Linked DNA regions of Bombyx mori: region 2 is linked to region 1. The links are chromatin contacts, called in public Hi-C maps. All regions are on one chromosome and are shown on one strand. Each heading gives the region's core, a stretch centred on a gene start, on an enhancer-like site or on the middle of the called end of the contact. The rest is flanking DNA. Distances are from core to core; before and after follow the strand shown.

Region 1 (3,574 bases), core at 345-2,844:
ATTTTTAATACTTTAAGAAATGCTTGATTCTTAAATATTACTTGGATTGATGTATCAGTAACTGCATTAAAACAATAACTCAAGTCTAATGCACGTAAGTTTGGTAATTTTTCAGAGATCATTATGAGGCCTGTTTGATCTAAATTTAGAGAATGTATATCTAAATCTTCTAATACCACATTTACTTCAGCACATATACCTTTACATAATCCATCCTTAGTCAACAGTTCGCACTGAGAGATGTTTAATGATTTTAATTTAATTAATTTACCCAACTCTGCAATACCTAAATCAGTCACAGCTCGACATCTTTGAATATTGAGGTTTTCTAAGTTGACTAGATTTTTACAAATATATACAAGGGACTGATCTGTAACTCTAGTACACAGTCCAATATCAAGTTCCTTTAAGAAGATCTGGTGGCTTGTAAGTGATAAAATGCCTGTATTAGTGAGTTGATCACAAGCATGCACTTCCAGTGATTCTAATTGAAGATTTTTTATCTCTGATAAAGTTTTAAGAGCAGCACCATCAATTAGTGTATTAGAAAACAACAGTCGTTTTATTTTGTCAGCTCTGGAGATTATCATTTGATGAATAAAATGAAAAGTTAAAACACTCTCTGATGGATTCTGAAAAATGTCTGTTCCATTTGGATAGAACTTTTTGACAAGACCTAGATGAAATTGTAGAGAACATCCAGATAGATTAAGTTCCTCTAATCCAGGAGATGCTGATATAAATCTATTAAATAAAGCATCAGTTAAGTACTGATTTCCAGATAAGCTGAGACATTTCAAATGTTCAAGTTTAGTAACTAAAAGACCTTCTGTTTTTCCTTCAAGCAATCGACCAGACATAAATAGTTCTTTGCAACTCTTAATGTGCAGCTCTTTTAAATTAGTACAATTTTGTAAAATATGAACAAATACCTTTTCATTTACATCACAGCTTGTCAGAGATAAACATTTTATGTTTTCTCCTATTTTGATCCAAAAATCATTTAACTTGCTTGATAATTCGACTTCGTTGAAAAAAAAGTTATGGTATGATGTAAAAGAATTTTCAAATATTTGGATTGGTGATGAGTTTTCATCATTAATTACTGATTTATAAAATATAACTACTTTGTTTTTCAGAAAATGTTGATCATTTGCTGCTATATACCACGAACGACATGTTTCACTCGCTGATTTTCGATCAGATTTTGGGAGAAATCTTAATAAATACACTAAAATCTGGAAATGGAAACAGAGACATCAAAAATGTTATTCAACGATCCACAACAACAATAAATTTTAGTAATCTTGCGAACGAAAATTCCTTGTAATAAGATATCATTAAAATCACGTGAAAAATATTATGTAAAGGTGAACAAAGGAAAATAACTTTAAACTACAATTGATTCTATAATCTTAGTAATAAAATGTAATCATTACCTCATAGGGAAGTTCCATTTTAAATTTTTTCAATTAATTTACGCACAGTTTCTGTTACATGTGTATTGCTAATTTAATAAATATTTCATTTTAGTGCTCATATTTTGTAGCACTTCCTTCGTCCTTGACTTTGACTGACATATATTAAATATTAAGGTATTATCTCAGTGTATTATCTATGCTAGCGATAGACATTGACAATATTGACATTTCAATTTCAAAAGTTGAGTAGGTACGGTAGCTGAATCATAGACCTATATATCGTAAACCTTAGGTTTCTTACTTATCAATTTATATTTTACTCAATGAATGTTTCACTCGATCATGGCTACTATTATTCGATCTTTAGTAGTTTGTTTGTAAGAACACATACCACATAGTCGTAGGTTGTTAATATCGTGTTCCGTTTAGGCTTATTACTGTCTGTAATCTATGCAATAATGATAGGATGGTAATAGAAGACTTTTTGGCGGGAACGCGAGGAGTGAAGTTGTGTGATTTGTTTTATTTTGTCTATTTAGTGTTTCTTCAGGTTTAAATGTGTAATAATGGTGGTTTATTAACCGTTTAATATCTGTGAAAGTGCACAAATGTGGGAAAATGAAACAAAGCTGCTGGACGTAACTTCTCGTGTTCCTCCAAAAAGTCCACTGAAAAAATCTCAGTAAATGACCACCATTTTACTGCGATTATATTTCATCCCATATCATTTCGTTTCATTAAATTTCATCCCAGTTGATTAATGTCTCAAATTAATCATCTTCATTTCATTTCACTCCATATTATCATTTTTCATAAAATTAAGAATTTAAAGTAAAATAAGACATGACTTAAAGGTCTTAGTTACCAGGTCATAAAATCTCTTAAAAAAAAAAAAATGGTAATAGAAGGTGATGTTAGAATATAACTTACCAACAGTAATTATGCAAATTTTATAAATGTTTGGTGTTTGATTTTATTATACAACGCTAGAACTTCATCTTCGTAAACAAAATGCCACTATTTAAATCCAGGTCTAAAAATTAATTTTCATTTATTACAATATATTATTATGTACTTTGCTATATGAGAAGTATTGAGAAGTGAATTAGAGCGGAATGGAGTGAAGACGATTTATTTGAAATTGATAATAGGATGAAATGGAATGGAATAAAACGAGATGAGATAAGATGAAATAAAATGAAATAATATCTCAGTTTAATAGTGGGGGTAATAAATTGAGACATAAATAGATTTTTTTGCAAGAATCCAAAAAGTCACGTTTAGTAGTTTCTTTAATTTTTTCCACCTTTAAGTATTTGTGCTATGCAATTATTAACTCACCGCATATGTATGATATAATCATTTGAATTTAAAGAAACAATTAATAAACCAATTAATTCACATAACTTTTTGAGGCGTAGAATCAAGATTTACTATATTGTCCGTTTGATCTGCTAAGAAATCGTTAAGGATCAGGACAGTAAATATATAAGCAGACCTATCCAGATTGTGCAGTACTATTGATAATTTATTGTTTCATTACTCTTAATTTAGACCTGTTTGAGGTGCTATTTTGAATTAGTGCTCACTAGTTGTTTCTCTGAACAACTCAAAAGCGTTGTGTGTAAACTGTTTATCAAAGAATTTTCGGAGACCCAACTAAATTTAACAGCAACTCTTCAGGCATCAAGCATGCAAAACTGGCTAGTCGCTAAGCATTGTATCGCTAGGCGTCGGGCATGAATGGCCCTATATTCTATGGGAGTTATTTAGAATAGCTTTAATATTTTTTATTCTACACATTTTATTTAAATAAGTTTGATTTTAAATATTCTAGACATTTTATACGTTCGTATAACGTTTGGTTGGTCCAACATAGCATAGGTACCTGGTTTAATGAAATCTTTGTGATAGATGTTTTGACCCAACTATAGTAGAATTGAGGCCTATAAAATCAAAGGCAGCTAAACGCTTTAACGTCGTAAAATGGATTAACAATGACGCTATCTTGTTTAGTTAGTTGAACACGCTTTAAGTGTTCGATTAGTGATTTTTTCTTTCATTTTTATCACTAACCCACAAAATGACAAAACTAAATACATTATCGATAACGCTTATCGACAACAATAATGCGCATCACTATGCCCGTCCAT
Region 2 (3,574 bases), core at 553-3,052, 50 kb before region 1:
TCTCTTTCAAGTTCTCTTGTTGCCTTATCTATTTCCAGAAATTCTTTTTCGGTACTGGTTATGCTTTGCTTACGTGATTCATCATCATAAACTTTGCACACTACTTTTTTTAATTCTTCCCTCCCGTTTGTTTCGTTGTCGTTCAAATGTATATCATATGTCACGTGACTGGTATCTAATGAATTCGTCACACTTTTACTTCTTTTATTCGTTAGCGTATGAAAGTCTTCTAAGTTACCTCGACGTAACCGAATGTCGTCCTCGTTAACACTGGAATTCCTTCTGTATTTAGTGATATCAACTTTTGGGAATTCAACTGTGTTTATGATGTTGTCTTCGGAGTCAGCATTATGCAAAACGTTTTGTTCCTTGTTCTCTTCTGCATTTATTTCACTCGATTTTATTTCTAAGTTTTGTTCTTCAGCTGTAACTTCCGGCGTTTTAACCTCATTTTTTACTATGTTATTGTTTTCCGAGTCCTCTGGCTCCGCAATATGAAGATTTATTTCGTCTGTGGTCTTTCTCTGTACATCTTCATCTTCGACAATCTTAAGTTCAATCTTCAGGTTCATATCCTCTAATTCCAAATCAGTTTCCGTTTTGGATTGTGTGTTCGTTTCAGTTTCACTAATGTTCAATTCCGAAATTTCGCTGTTCACCTGCAGATAAGTCGATAGTATTACTGGTTGGTCTTAGGTTTTATCTTACTAAATCCTTAGATATGATTTAGAAATCAATTTATCAGTACTAAGTGTACTCTAAGTAAGCGCTAGACATATATACAATATACCTTTTGCAAACTACATATTGCTATAGATGCTCAGATTATTATTAAATTTAGACTTTAACTAGGTATCTGTCAATAGTGTATTTCTCTATTAACTCTACCAGTAAATTGCTAGTAATTTTTAATGAATGTAGCATCCACGCTGCCTTTGATAGTTGTTGTTTCGAGACTATTTCCATGTATGTATGTATATTGGCTTTCCACAGGATTCCCTACTCCCCCACGATAATTATCTTCCACATCGATGACACGCTCTCTTTGAATTGTATGATCTCACCATATAGATTTTCTCCACACATTTTTACATGTTTGAAAATAATTGTTAGAATTACCGTTACGTCTGCGGAGGCAGGGGCCGGTGGTAGAGGGGCTCGTTTCTTTTTGCGTCGCGACGCGCGGATCGGCGGCACAGGATCCTCGTCAAATGGGTTTGTACTTGCCACGCTTAGTCTAGACCCAGTAACCTCACTGCGGGCCATTCTTGGGGTAGCGCTGTATTATCAAATATAAATTATTTAATCACATTCATTTTATTAATTTTTTATTATTTATTATTACACATAATTATTAAATTATATAATATTATTACTTATGATTTATTATTTTAGGATTTATTCTTTCAAACTAGATCTTCTTGTACTATGGGAACCGGAGACATATATAAACATATAAGCACATATAGATATTAAACACACAGACAAAGGGCAAATAAAGCTCTCCGTCGCATGAATGTATAGGTACCTAATGTGGGAATCGAACCCACGGCCATCGGGTCAACAGTCAAGGTCGCTATGTACTGAGCCACCGGGTTAGACAACATAATAATACCTAGGATTGTTGAGCTTGAGAAAGGAATTGCAACCAACCAAATCCATAGATTTGACTTTCTTGGTTTCGAATTACAGCTCTGATTTACGCGACTTTACTTTCCTTGTTTGTGCAGTTTAAGACACATATCATTCATAGGCCTAGACTAGTCATGCCTCGCTTGTTGATTAGCGGTATCGGAGCTCATACTAATCATAGCAACGTGAATTTTCAACACTACTATGGCAGCACTGGAATGCAAAGGACACTTCGTACTAGAACGTATGATTGATCGACCTTAAAAATAGGCTAAACGATGATACACAGCCACAATAATAGTTACACCAATTTAATTTCACGACGTCATTCATGGGAGGAGTTATATTGCAGATAAATTAGGAAAATTAGTGCCTGCCTAAAGATGGAACCAGAACGCATCTATAATCATGTCACAACATAAAATATAATAATTATTACCTATATGTATAGTACAATAATATACCGAGCATCATACGTAATAAGCAATGGAAGCTTAATAGTTCTTATGCCACGTCATTACTAGAAATAGGAAAGGAATTTATAGTAAGTTGACTTCACAAAATTACGAACAAATTTACAGCACTAAACTTTTATAGTTTTGAAATTGGATTTTACAATTTCTATTGACTAAGAACCTGGTTGTGTATTACTTACACAATGTATTAAAGTAAACAACCTTAATAATATGGTATTTGTTACCTAAGCGAATTAGTATCATATTGACTGGAACTTCGCAATCTTTCTTGGAACCTTGAACGTGGTAGCGGAGTGACGGACCCTCCGTAGACGTAACGTTCTGGTGAGCCCACAGTACTTCGATTGCCTGGAGTCATCGACGAATCTAAAAATAGAGCGTATTGATTTTTTTTTTATTGCTTAGTTGGACGATCGAGCTCACAGCCCACCTGGTGTTAAGTGGTTACTCGGGTCCATAGACATCTGCAATATAAATGCGCCAACCACCTTGAGATATAAGTTCTAAAGTCTTAGTAAAGTTACAACGGCTGCCCCCTCCTTCAAACCGAAACGCATTACTACTTCACGGCAGAAATAAGTAGTGTGGTGGCACCTATCCGCGCGGACTCACAAGAGGTCCTACCACCAGTAAATGAATAAGAATTTTACATTTACATCTGTATCAAACTGGCTATCTTTCTATCAACCCACAGTCGTCCACTGCTGGACATAGACCTTCCAATCCTCGCCACAATAGATGCAAACAGCGCAGGACCGATCAAACTGGTTAACCTACGAAAATTAGTTGCTAGTATTAATTGAAAGACTTATTGCAACTTCAAAATAATATGCTTGAAATTACTTGACTATTTATTTTACAATAATTATTTGCCAAGTTACATTTGAAACTGTAAGCACCAATAATATCTTCAAAAGACCTTGAGTGATTACTTTATTTTTAGATAGTGATGTTCTGGATCATGTCTCGAAATGTGTCTCATGCGTCAATAGTTTTATGATATGTTTTACGTAGGAGTAGCATGTGTCTTAATAGTGAAATTAACAACTGCATGTGTGATATTGTAAGTATAGCTTATAAACATATTTTATGTAGTGTCATAGCGCACAATGTAAATATTTTGTATACTCACAATGCATAGCTCGCCTGAATAAAATCGGACTGGAATCTCCATTGGCCTGATTTGTTTTGGATTTTTCTTGTGTTTGACTACCTTTTTTGCCTTTCTTTAAAAACGATCTAAAGGCCCTGAAACAAATCAATGAGAACTTACATGAGCATTACATGGTAAATTTCAAAAAATAAAATATGTAGTTCTTTAGAATATTGTTTAGAATACTCATTCTTGCATTAGACATCATTCTAATCGATTCACAATTCTAGGAATATATTTCTCAGAATATATACATACATTACTGGTGGAAGGACCTCTTGTGAGTCCGCACGGGTAGGTAGGTGAGGCAGCC

The links. Hi-C and Micro-C count contacts between places; a contact is called where the count stands out from the background.
Region 2: a Hi-C map of middle silk gland shows a contact between it and region 1, with 2.8 times the contacts expected there. The contact joins the enhancer-like site here to the promoter of LOC101743040 in region 1. A contact is called at or near these places in 3 of 7 Hi-C or Micro-C datasets (middle silk gland, posterior silk gland and whole pupa).

What each region holds. Positions count from the first base shown.
Region 1 is chr5:10,597,656-10,601,229 of ASM3026992v2, reverse strand. It overlaps LOC101743040 (F-box/LRR-repeat protein 14), which reads right to left and starts at 1,594. Exons shown (of 3, transcript XM_038011354.2): 1 at 1,440-1,594; 2 at 1-1,238. The coding sequence starts at 1,457.
Region 2 is chr5:10,648,204-10,651,777 of ASM3026992v2, reverse strand. LOC101742602 reads right to left here. Exons shown (of 5, transcript XM_004930103.4): 2 at 3,241-3,356; 3 at 2,333-2,474; 4 at 1,120-1,279; 5 at 1-659. Among protein-coding and RNA genes, the nearest start is that of LOC100620062, 9.7 kb to the left of the region's middle. Within about 2 kb of position 1,802, at least 2 of the 8 cell types and tissues checked have open chromatin away from gene starts, as enhancers often do.